Linked DNA regions of Mus musculus: region 1 is linked to region 2. The links are chromatin contacts, called in public Hi-C maps. All regions are on one chromosome and are shown on one strand. Each heading gives the region's core, a stretch centred on a gene start, on an enhancer-like site or on the middle of the called end of the contact. The rest is flanking DNA. Distances are from core to core; before and after follow the strand shown. Region 1 overlaps Spata5 (spermatogenesis associated 5). Region 2 holds the start of Bbs12 (Bardet-Biedl syndrome 12 (human)).

Region 1 (6,529 bases), core at 734-3,233, 160 kb before region 2:
CTTACCCATAGATCTGGCTAGAGCCAAACTTTAGACTCAGTATCTTATTTTCTTCTCTACTTTTGAAATGGTTCAATCTTTTTGGGCTTGCATCATCCTCTGCAATATTCAAGGCACTAGATTCTCCTGTACATGCTTCCATTATTCTCACAAAACTCACACTTGTTAACACTTCCTCATTTCCCACACAACAACCATGCCTTCTTTAAATTCTTGTTGTTACTCTAAGCACAGCACCAACTGAGTGAGGTACTAGTACCAATAGAGGATACAAGCTTCACTAAGGACTTATAATGATACTAATATTTCAAAAATGGGAACCAGTTCTAAAAAGAAGAAAACCTTTAGGTCCCAATTGTGTTTATTTTGAACTTGCCATATCCACACAGCTCTACAGTGCTATAATATAGATACTGGCAAACAACTTGAATAGACAGAAGCTAGAGATGGAATTTCAATTATAGATTGTGTAGTAAATATATGGATATAAAACAAATCATATATGACAAAGGAAAAGGCAGGAATGGGAGAGGAAAACAACCATTTTGTTGCTAAATCAGTATGGTGCTAGCAAGGTGGGGTGAAGTGGACAATGAATGGGGCTTCTTCAATTTTCAGTCTTCCTTGTTTCTAGCTAAATACTTTCCAGACTAGTCAACCAAAGCAGACTTGTATCAACACAGACTGATTAAAAAGTTCCTCATAAAGTTAAGGTGATCAGAAGAAGCAATCCACTGAAGACGCACTTCCCCAAATAAAAAAATTCAAATGAAACTGGACTCCCGATATGAAGAGAGACCATGTAAACACCAACCACACGAAATTCCAGATGCCAGGCAGTCTGAGCAGCTCGGCAATAACTATCACACCGTGAAAGAAAAAGGTGCTAACGGGTCTCAAAGGACTATTTATGATAATTTAATGCAATGATTGCTGTGAAATAGCTGATGTATTATGCACACTAACACATATTCAATAGTACAACTGAAAGTGAAAGCGAAACTTAAGATAATTAAAAGTACAATTTAAAATTTTAATAAATATAATGGTATTTATCCATTATATTTTCATTCCCTTTTCCCCTCATAGAGAGAGAATCCATAAAAGGATGCACTTTGATTTACATGAACTTTTCCCTTGCATTCTCAAACACTTGCCAAGGAGCTATTCTCGTTTTATAGACAGAAGTCCTCTTCTCACAAAAAGACCAAATTAAAATCAGAATCTGGCTTCAAATGACTGAAAACCCATTTCTAGTACAGGCAATCTATATAAGAAAAGGCAAACTAGGTTACGCTGTGCTGTAGAAAGCTATATTGTTCATAATTAGGTTGGCTGTTTACATGATAGGGGGTTTACACTAAGAAGGGGTCTAAATAAAAAGTGAACATTTCTTGTTCTTTAGGACCATGTCAATAAATGGTCACAAAAATGAAGACTGGCTATTCATAAAGTGTATGGTAACACTGCAATATAGGAAAGGTATGGTCCCTCAACCCGAATCATCCTCTAAATAAGTTATGACAAAACAGACTAGATCATAATCATATAGCAATCATTTAAAGGATCATTAACATTCTTTTCTGTTGTGGAGCTCCACGTGAAGAGAAAGGAAACCAGATTTCTAACAGCAAAATCTACAAGATCATGTAGTATTAACATTTCCAACAATAGAAGCTAACATCAGAGTCAATCTGAAAAGCAGAAAGTAAGGGCAGTTGACAAAAAGATTTCCTCAAATGTGTTACATCCTGAAGACAGAGTACAAAACCTAGATCTTACACATTTTTGATGCATGAGCTGAGCAACAAAACCTTTGTCCCTGAGTTTCCTATCTATAACAGTAATCTCCCACTGAAATAAAAACAAATCTTCAGAAGGAAGACAGGGATCTAAAGTTATTTACCACGTAGTTCTATACTATAGGCTGAAACTGAAACCACACAAATGTCAGTTCTTAATGAAACCAGAGCAGGGAGACTGAAGAACACAGAACACACCTAGCTATCTTCCTCTTTTCTTGACCTAGTTGATTTTAAGGTCTCTATGCTTTATTTCAAATGAGAAGATTCCTAATTCAAAGTAGATCCTGAAAACTCAACCATGAACATAATTGATAAAACACACACACGACAAAAAGAATAATTGAAAAATTAAAATGGGGAGATAAAGTTATTCCAGTCATCCAAAAGAAAATAAAACCGCAATTACTAGATTGTAAAAGATACAAGATGTCATTAAATGTCATGCATATAAAAGTCAACTGAAATAAAATAAGAGATGTAGTAAAGAAGAACATAAAACAACACACAACTATACAAAATATTGAGAAGTGATACACAAAAACAAGAAAGAAAACATGGGTGACTATGTTAATAACTAGAGAATTAGAATACAGAGTCCAGAGGGGATGTAGTATGTTATGGATGTGTAGGAACTAAGAAGCAAGTATGAATCAACACTAATGAGAATAAAAAAGGAAAGAGATAAATCCAGAATCATACTTTACAGTTTTCTCTCAGAAAGTAGTGGACCCAAAAAACAAACAAACAAACAAAAACCAAAAACCAAAAAACCAACACCACAGGACTTTGGTAGGGTACCACACCAAACAGAGACTCTTTCAAAGGACATAGGAAACATTCAATGAGAGATCACATCTTAGATCAAAAAAGGAAAACAAACTAGTTTTAAAAAGTCAAACTAATTTTAAATTTTTTAAAAAAATAATTACTCTCTGATCATAAAAACCTGATCTCCAAAGAGTATATGGAGAATTCCAAATATTTAAAAATTAGGCAACATATTTCTAAATACTTTATCAAACACTTGAGCTGACTAAAAATAGAACACATCTAAGGTTTTGTGAAACATAGGGCAATAGTTTCCGGAGAGAAATCTTTATCATTTGTAAAGCTTCAAGTTAATAATTAAAGTACCAGCCACAAAAATGAGAAAACAAAATATAAAAAAGGAAGTTATAAGAAAGAAATAAAATTAAATATAACAAAGCAATAGAGAAAAATCAGTAAAGCCACAGCAGTGACATGACAGAAGAAACTTAAGAGGATGGTCTAGTAAAACTGACAGAACAGAAAAAAGACACAAAGGAGAGACAAAAAAAAAAAAAGAAAGAAAGAAAGAAAGAAAGAAAGAAAGAAAGAAAGAAAAAGAAAGAAAGAAAGAAAAAGAAATCTCCACCCCCCCAAAAAAAAAACCCTGCATGTTTACACAAAATCCTGCCATAAACATTTACAATATTATCCTTCATTGCAAAACTGATAGTTTAAATGCCTGTGAATAAGTGTACATATAAACTGACCAGAGTTGTACTTTATAAAAACTGAACTTAGATGCACAGCAACAACCTAACTTCATGAAATGAAAGAAATCATTCTCAAGAGACTACATACTGTACATATGCAACTCTGTGACATTACAGAAGGAACTAATGGAATAGACGGGACTACTATTTAACACAAATAGGAAGAAAAAGGGTGGTGGCATAAAGTAACTCTTTTTGAATAATTAAATCAGTGTACATTATAATTATGGGACTGCATCACTAACTCTACAGTTGTCAACTCAAAAATTTAGTTCCCAGCTCTGTGACCTTGGTCAGATTTCTTAAATGTATATGTTGCTCTTTGTAGGATCAGGTATTATAATGGTATCTAACTCATAAAGTTAAGACAGGATAACTAAAAAGATATCTAACATATTATAAATGCATCACTTAAAAAACTGGAGTTGAATATGCCATACTTTAGCACTCAAAAGAGAAAATGCATTTCTATGTACTTGCGTTACAGCCTTTACTTATAGGTAAATAAGAGATCTTCCAGTCAAAGTCATGGGTAATGGTCACAAAGGGAAAGGATAAGAACTTAGCCCAGCAACAAGAAACTGATACATCACATCACCATGTATGTAAGCAGCCCTATATTCTCTTATCTTTCAAAGACCTAATAAATTTCTGTAAACCCAACATTCAACATTCAGGATTCTTTTGAATCCTGAAATCCTGGGAGAGGGGGTGTTTGTTTGTTTGTTTGTTTGTTAGAGACAATGTTTCTCTGTGTAGCCCTGGCTATTGTCCGGGAACTCACTCCTTAGACCAGAATGGCCTCAAACTCAGAAATCCACCTGCCTCTGCCTCCCAAGAGCTGGGATTAAAGGTGTGCGCCACCACTGCCGAACATTCACGATTCTTTTTCATAGGTTTAAAAGAATAGGCATAATAAATATGAAGAATAATATTCAACGTATTTAATGCAAATAAAAGTGTATAAGGTCTGATATACATCAATAAAATTATGTAATCATAGTAATTATATAATAATTTTCTAAAATTATTACCAAGCATTTAAAAATCTTGTATTTGGACATTATTACAGCTCACACTCTGTTCTATTGTACTTCTGTTTTTCTACTTCCAAGACAGGACCCTTCCTGCCTCAGCACTTTGATGCATTACCAAGCCTGGTACATTTTGCTGGGTTTTAGAGGAAGGGTTGAAGTAGAGAATCATTACTAAATAATGAGGTTTTTAACAATGAGAGTTCATAAAGAAGAAGAAGAAAAGAAACCATGAACACAGGAAACTGGACATAATTCTTCAAGTTTATGATGTTTGGATTTTTTTCTTTTCGGTAACTGCTTAAAAAGTCTAGCCATAACCATTTTTCAGTCATTAAACAGAAACTTCAATATAATTCTAAAGTGAATTATTAGCTATCATAATTAAACACATAAACAGCCATCAATTAGACATTTAAGGTTAAGCTTACACAACTAATTTTCATAACAAAATTAAGCCCCATCACATCTAACTTGTAAAAAAGTATAATCTCTGTGTTAAAAACCATTTTCCCACATTATTTCTTCAGTGCAAGTTCTCAAGGGGAGCTGGTAGATGCTGTATCCTTTAAGTCTGCAGAGATTTATCAAAAATTTTTACACTAAGAGAACAAGAAGGAGTGATTACTACCAATACAATTTCAGTGTTTACGCTGACATTTCTACCAACAATTAACAGAAAAATACTAGAAAGATGTGTTTTCAAGCACAATGTTTTTTCCCCATATTAAATGCATTTCTGAACTAAGTGCATGGAAAATTAGCAAACAGAAGGAAACACAACACAGAGCTATCATTTCAAAATGATATTCTTAAGAAGTTTAAAGATATCATTTGTAGAACACAAAAGAGATTTCCTCCTCAGCAACATTCCAGGACACCGCTCTTTCCTGCCCACCAGCAGACAGGACTATACTTGTCTAGGAGCCACTCGAGTGTTTACACAAAGGCAGTTTTCCTGAATCTTATTATGGACACAAAACAGGAGATATAGTGATACTGCCTCCAGCATATGTTCAAAACAGTTTAGAATAAATGGTGTCTTTCCCTAAGAAAAGTTACTAGGCTAACACTGATGTCAGTTATCTGTAACACTAGTAGACAACAATTGCCAAGACAGGATCTGGAAGGAAACAAATACTACCAAAGAGTTGGCTATATTTTACAGAGCATTATGCTACAGCCACTAAAAACTATCCCCAAATTCACAGGACAAAATAAAGAAATTTTATAATCACTTTAGCAGGAAAGCTTAGTAAAGGAAAAACTAAGCTACAAAAGTTATCTATGTAAAGTGGTCACCAACCAAAACAAACAAACAAAACATCAAAATCCAACAAATGGGCTTTATGTGCCAATTTCCTTTTTTAATTTAAGAGAAAAAAGGGGATTACCTTTTATAACAACATATTTATTAAATTCCAACAGACTTACCAAAAATGAGCTTTGAATTTTGCTTATAAATGCATGATAAAATGCAATTCATGTATTACATAGAACAACTTACAGAAATAAAAAGTTCATGTTTCATAAACTAGCAGAATGAAATTTGGCTTGACTGCCCCCTGCTGATACAAAATGTCTACAATTACAAAAAAGCCAAGATAACATGAGACTATCTTTCAAAAGAATTCTTCCTAATTGTTGGTTTCATTAAAACCCATAAGAAAACAAAAAAGGATTAAACATTTCATGCTAACAAAATTTATGTGGTAGTAATAGCATTTAAATGTTTTTATCTTTCTCTTCATCCAGTGGGCAAATAGTCACATAATAGCAGATATCTGAGAATTATTCAAAGTGATTTGATGGCTTCTGACTTCAAGTTCTCAGACATATAGAAAAATAAATCAGCAAAGGATGAACAACTGTAGAACATCACTGACTGAACAACCCTGCAGAGAAGCAAGGGAGAAAACAGAGACTAGATGGACCAAGAAAGAAAAACATGAGCAACAAAACCTCAGAACAGAAACTTGGTAATGTCAGGGGTACTAAGTGTGGGTGACAGCTGATAAAAAGTAGTAAAAATGGCCTTCAAGTAAATAGGAAGGAAATAATCAAGTTCAGTATGTGCAGGATCCCTGACTGCCAGACACAACTACTAAGGTAATGGAAGCAAGGATACTTCTCCCAACAGTGAGCTACGATGGCTACAGTTTCTTTATTG
Region 2 (6,309 bases), core at 2,429-4,928:
GAAAAGATAGACTGTTGTGGTTTTGACTTCCACTTTCCTAATGACTAATAATATTAAACATCTTTTCATGGGCCTATTAGACATTTGTATATCTTCTTTGTAGAAATGCCTACTGATGTTTTCTGCCTATTTTAAGAGTACACTTTTAAAGGTCTGTAGTGTTGTTACACGAATTCTTTATACACATCAAATAGTAAACCTTGATGCAACAAGAGCCAACCTCACACTTGTAGATCCAACTAACCACTGAAAGACAAGATTTGAAAAACACAAAAACACACTCAGCATGTGTAGTCAACATGGAACATATATTCTGTCATCTTTCCTTAAATGATGTATTATAGCAACTATTAAACTAGCATTTACATTTCTTAGTTCATTATTATATTAATTTTAAGAATAACATATACCTAGTATATATAGGCTAAATTTGAATACTCCATCATTTTATATAAAGCACTTATTCGTGTGTGGACTTTAGTTTCTATAGTGGAGTCTTAAAACCATTCCACTATGGACACTAAAGAGCCTATCCTATTTGATTTGCAAGTACAATTTATAATTCTATACAAAGTCTTTTCTGTTTTTATAATGCATTTTGACTCATAAAAATGTTTAGTTCTATGGTAAATTTTTGGTAAAACTTAACATTTATTTGTTAATACTGTTCATGCTCTTGGTGGTGCATTTAGAATCCACTCCCAAATCCAGGATCATACAGATTTAACCTAGGATTTTCTTCAGAATTCTATAGATTATTTAATGATTGACTTGGGACTTATTTTCACATATGGTGTAAGGCAGAGGTCCTTTCACATGTGGGTGTCCAGCTGTTTGATACCACCTGTTGAATCAACTATTCCTTTTCTTGCATGTTCTTAGTACCTTTATCAAAAATCAACTTGCTATACATACATGGGTTTATCTCTGGGCTGTGAATTCAACTGTATTGGAAGAAGTAAGCATTTTGTGCCAATACCATGCAGTTATAAAAACCGTAACTTTCTGGTAAGTTTGAAGCCGAGAAATCTGTGTTTTAAATGTTCCTTTCTTTACATTTGTATTTGTAATTTGCTATACGCTGATTTCTTTGGAGCCAGCAGTCTCTCTCTCCCTTCATGAGTACCTAGTTAATAAAAACAAAATGTTGAAAGGACATGTTTAAAAGTCTGGCTGCATGCAGCCCCCCAACCACTGGAGCAGTGACTGGATGAGCAGGGCGAAGATACCAAGTGGAGGGGACTCCCCCTCCTCAGAGAAGGGGACCAGAGCATGGGGAGGATCTGTGTGAGGGGATATTGGGAGGAGATGGGGGCTGATATTGGGATGTAAAGTGAATACATTAATTAATTAATTAATAAGGAAAAAGGACATGAAGAAGAGTCTGGCTGTTTTTCACTGCTAAAACTTTCGAGTTTACCTTATACAACAGACTTGACACATATTACAAATGAAATCACAATAAAAATGTAAGGTTGGCATTAAAATAATTAACCTATTTGTGGAAACTAAAGCATGATTACTGAATAACAGACACAAAATCTCCTATTAAATAAAAGGGTAAAACTCCATATAACTACTGCCAAGTTTATGCTATCTACTGTATCAACTATGTTTTGTTTCACTTTCAGTGTGACAGTAACTTATCATCTCTTCCTTAGAAATCTTCATTTTACTCTTTCAAACCCTTTGCCTCCTAAGTCCTTAAAGATGTTTATCATTTGTTGTGGGTGGGTAGGGGGGTGGCATTAAGAGTTCTGGTCTCCTTTCTAGAGTATGTTTAAATGGTAAGAATCAAGTCTGTGAGTGAGAAATAATCCAAAACAACTGGAAAAACCCATAGGTATTTCAAACTCAGTCTGTATTGAATTATGTTAAAAAAGGTTTTCCCAGATAAAAGGATGGATTTCAACAATCTGCAAGAAAAGTCTTATACAACAGATATCAAAATTAATACTCACAAGAGATCTTTTAACATTTGAAGACTCTATTTCAATTTTGACTAGAAACTGAAGAAGTATCTTAGCATCCCTAACTTGGGAAGATTTCTAAATGATTCTGAAGAGACTCCAATAGGCTATTAGTAATACAACTCAAAATGTCTTATTTTCTAAGAGGTTGGATGTGAAACAGCAATGGCAGTAACAGGGATGGGAAGATGGGCAATTTCCAAAGTGACCAGGCACCTCTGGTAACTGTTCTTGGCACGGCACTAACACAACCTGATTTTTGTTCTGCTGTGACTGGCACTAATGCCTTCCACAAACAGGTCAGTTCTGTTGCTCGTCAGACTGTTTCCTTAGCTTTCTATCTGCCACGGGAGAGCAAAGTCAGATTATGTAAATGGCATACTGACTTCAGAAATTGTCTTTTCATAAGATCACATCTCATTTGCTTTTCAGGGGTTACGTTTAAAAGCTCTGCGTTTTTTTGATAGGTATAACTAGGATTTTCATCTCCTCAGAACTAAGTCTGGTGTCCTCTCCAGTCTACTCCTAACACTATAATCTAACCACAACACTCCACTGCTTAGCAGCCTCTCAGAAAATAGTCTTTACTCCTGTTTAGCACAGGGAGTTCCTATAAAAGTGAGTCACATCCTTTCACTTCTGTACTGAGAATCTTACAAAGTCTCCCTAACTCACTCACATAAAGGCCTTGTCCCCACACAGCACGAAAACCCACACTTCTTCCTTTCTGACTCATCTGCTGTGCTCAGGCCTTCTCTGTGCTTTTAGACTATGCAAAGCATGCTCCCTGTCTCAGTATTTCTAAGTGTCCCTCTTTCTGGAATGTTCTTCTTCAAGGAACCTACTGCCTAAGCTATCTTTAACCTATCATAAACCATAACCTCTAACACTAGAACATCCAAATTCCTAAATCATGGTGATGTAAGATTTATTTAGGTTTAGCAGCCTTTTGATAGTCATCAGATCAAATGATATTCAGGAATGTCTAAAAGGCAGCTTCCACCCCCCTCTCCTCCCCCCCCCCACCCCGGTGTGTGTGTTTGTGTGTATGAGCGCGGGAATGCCTGCCTATCTGTCTGACTAATATTCGTTTCTGGGTTTCAGAAATCTATTTAAAATTAGTATTAATTATGACTCTGAAAACTGTCCAAGTGTAACTTTTCGGATGCGATACGTGCCTTGAAAAAAAACCAATAGATTATAGGTAAATGATTTAATACTTTACTTCACTCACAAAATATTATGACTTTACATCCTTTGAGTTCCCATTGGGAAAACTTAAGGCAGGAAAACTGGCTTCTACCATAAGGACAAACTTACCCCAGGAACCTAAGGAGATTTAAGGATTACAACCTGAGTGTCTGCGACGTGAGGCAGCGGCTTTGGGAATGCGCCACGTTTTACTCAGCACACTAGGAAAAGATTGCTTTGCACTGTTTTCAGCCCAGGAGAAGGCCCACGCCGTCCTCGGTCCCAGGCTGGCGTCCCGCCCCGCAAGGACGCCCCCACCCACCCACCTCTCGGGCTCCATGCCGCCGCGCGCCCTCGGGCGGCTCTGGGCCGGAAGGCCGCAGGGCTGTTGGCCCGGTGTGTAAAGAGTCTGGGGACACGCGTGACGGAGCACTCGCCCCCACCCTCCCTGGCTTCCTGCCCCTAGGGTCCACGACCCTCCTCACCACGCGCGGATCTGCACAGCGCCGGAACCCAGCCAGTCCCGCCTGCTTGAGCGCGGTCAGAGCTCTCTTGTCTTTCCATTGGGCGCAATGGTCGTCAATCACGGAAGCTGGTGGGCGGGCTTGCGCGCTGAGCGCTGCTATAGCAACCGCCTGTCGGGAGCAAACGCGGGCCGCGGAGGGGAGAGCGGCTGTTGCGCGGGCGCGGGCAGGGGCGCAGGGAGGGGATATGGTGAGTGCTGTGGGACCCTGGTGTTCTTCCCAGCTTACTGCCTTCCGTGTCAGGATCTTTAGTAGCTAAGCCAGGGAGAACAGAGATGGGTCTCCCTTTCCATTTATCCACCAACGCCTGCAGTCTATGAGGGTTGGCCCAGCGATAAAGAGATACGACCCTGGGGCACGGAGACCACTGCAGACAGACTTCAAGACAGGGAAGCGAGCATAGCAGAGGCCATCAACCTCGGGCCACCAACATCCTGCGGGCCATCAACTCAGCCGCTGAAGGAACAGGAACCACTGAGGGTCAGGGAGCCACCAACTCATCTGCTGACTGGAAGTGGGGTACCTAGCTAACCACTGATGATCAGGGGACCAGCAATTCTTTCACGGAGAGGAAGGGGCCCACTGACTCAATCCTGATGGCCAGGGGCTCATCAACTCAGGCCACTCAAAGCTAAAGGGTCACTGACTTCTTGCTGAAAAAAAAAAAAAAAAATGATGACTCAGGTGACTTCCCTAGGCTCTAGAAGACCACTCAGGCCACTCAAAGCTAAAGGGTCACTGACTTATTGCTGAAAAAAATGGTGACTCGGGTGACTGCCCTAGGCTCTAGAAGACCACTCAGGCTCATCAACTCAGGCCACTTAAAGGGTCACTGACTTCTTGCTGAAAAAAAAAATGGTGACTCAGGTGGCTGCCCTAGGCTCTAGAAGACCACTCATCAGAATCTGCAGCTCTAGAACCAAGAATCCGAAGTGACCACAGCCAATAGGCCACTTAGATCCTCAGCCACCTCCAGGGCTTCCCCACTCCACTTGCAGAGAGGAGAATCTACAGTGATTCTGTGACCTACTTTGGTGACATAAAGAAGCAAACAGCAGACAGATCCTTCATCTTCCACATGTTGGGTGTATCCGCATAATTGGTCAAACATTCTCATGCGTATCTGTGGAGCAGACGTTCACCATAACCAGGGTTTTTTACTTTTGTGTTTTTGTGGTGCAGGATGATTGTGTTCTAGTATGCATGCCCCTGTGCTGTTTGCTGCTTTGTGGGTTCTTTTCTCTTCCACTCTTTCCTACTCTTTAAACCCTCTAATGCTAGATAGGAGAGAGAGAAAAAGAGTAGAGGGGAAAGGAATGGCGTTATCATTAAACTACTTCCTACTGATTAGGGGTGTAGAGTTCTTTGGGACAAGTTTGATCTTTGCTGCCAGGATATCTAACTTCTTTGCACAGGACTACTTAACAAACCCAACCAACCAACCACCACCAACAACAACCCCACCTCTTGAGGCCTCAGCATGTGTATACCTTCTGAAAAGTTGCCAGAATTCCAAAAGTCACACATTCGAAGAAACTATCTGCAGCTGACAAAATCACACCCCTGCTAGAGCACGAGGCAAATCATAGTCAGCTGCTGTGGACAGTCTGAAGCAGCCCCATATCCCACACCTGGGATTAGAATGAAAACGTATTCCCACAACATTTCTGTGTTTTTCAAAGAAAATAAAATTCTCACTACATCAAGCAAGTACTGTGATACATGTATGAGAAGTGCACATTTCTTAAAATAATACTGTTCTCATAAGCTAACTGCACTCTGATATACCACACAGTTTTATGCTAGTTTACTTAGCTGCTTCTCCCTTCAAAAGCTCTAGTTTTAAGAGGGGGAAAATCTAAGAGAAAAAAAATGCCCACATTTTCTATCAAATTAATAATTGTGGTTAGGAATCTCGGGCAGGACTGAGAGTTCCAGGGCAGTCTGGGTGCCCTAGGGAGGCCCTGTTTCAAAAGATGGGGGAAAAGATGTTAATAACCTAAAGTATTAACAAGGGGGAAAACAAGCTCATTCTATAAAAGAAAATGGGATAACTGAATTGTCATTCTAGCTACACAGTTTTCACCCATGTGTATGCTTATTGCAGGCATCCAGCCAGCGCATAACTTTAGACCAATGGAAGAAAAAAGCAGCAAAAGTTGAACTGAATGACACCCAGAAGCAAGAAATTAAAGAGGCCTTTGACTTATTCGATATTGATGGATCTGGAACCATAGATCTGAAAGAACTGAAGGTTCTGAAATTATTTCTAAGACAATATCTTGTAACATTTTAGTTGTGTCCTTGGTTGATGAATAAGTCAAAACCCAGAATTATCAAAGTTACGTCCTCTATCTGTAAATCTTGTTTATTTTACTATTATAATGTGTGTATAGTTTTATATGCTATTAATTAGTCATTTTAAAGTTCAAAATGCGATCATGGCATTATTAAAATATGTCCCCCCCCCTCCTATTGCAGATTGCAATGAGGGCCTTAGGCTTTGAGCCAAAGAAAGAAGAAGTAAAACAACTGATCGCTGAAATCGACAAGGAAGGGACTGGCACCATTTGTTTTGAAGATTTTTTTGCCATCATGAGCGTAAAAATGGTATAGTCTATTTT

Evidence for each region. Hi-C and Micro-C count contacts between places; a contact is called where the count stands out from the background.
Region 1: a Hi-C map of CD8 T cells shows a contact between it and region 2, with 2.0 times the contacts expected there. The contact joins the enhancer-like site here to the promoter of Bbs12 in region 2. A contact is called at or near these places in 2 of 39 promoter capture datasets (the 3T3-L1 cell line and neutrophils), 1 of 15 datasets of contacts at CTCF or cohesin (CD8 T cells), 3 of 484 Hi-C or Micro-C datasets (CD4 T cells and CD8 T cells), 2 of 115 datasets of contacts at active chromatin or transcription factors (CD8 T cells and effector CD8 T cells) and 1 of 9 other capture datasets (liver).

The regions. Positions count from the first base shown.
Region 1 is chr3:37,472,050-37,478,578 of GRCm38.p6, reverse strand. All of the region lies in intron 14 of Spata5 (spermatogenesis associated 5), which reads right to left. Among named protein-coding and RNA genes, the nearest start is that of Spata5, 55 kb to the right of the region's middle. Within about 2 kb of position 1,983, at least 32 of the 459 cell types and tissues checked have an H3K27ac peak or open chromatin away from gene starts, as enhancers often do. A contact at or near this core is called in CD8 T cells, where this site is marked.
Region 2 is chr3:37,309,923-37,316,231 of GRCm38.p6, reverse strand. It overlaps Bbs12 (Bardet-Biedl syndrome 12 (human)), which reads right to left and starts at 3,678. Exons shown (of 2, transcript NM_001008502.2): 1 at 3,647-3,678. Cetn4 (centrin 4) reads left to right here and starts at 3,786. Exons shown (of 5, transcript NM_145825.2): 1 at 3,786-3,875; 2 at 5,793-5,939; 3 at 6,167-6,295. The coding sequence starts at 3,873.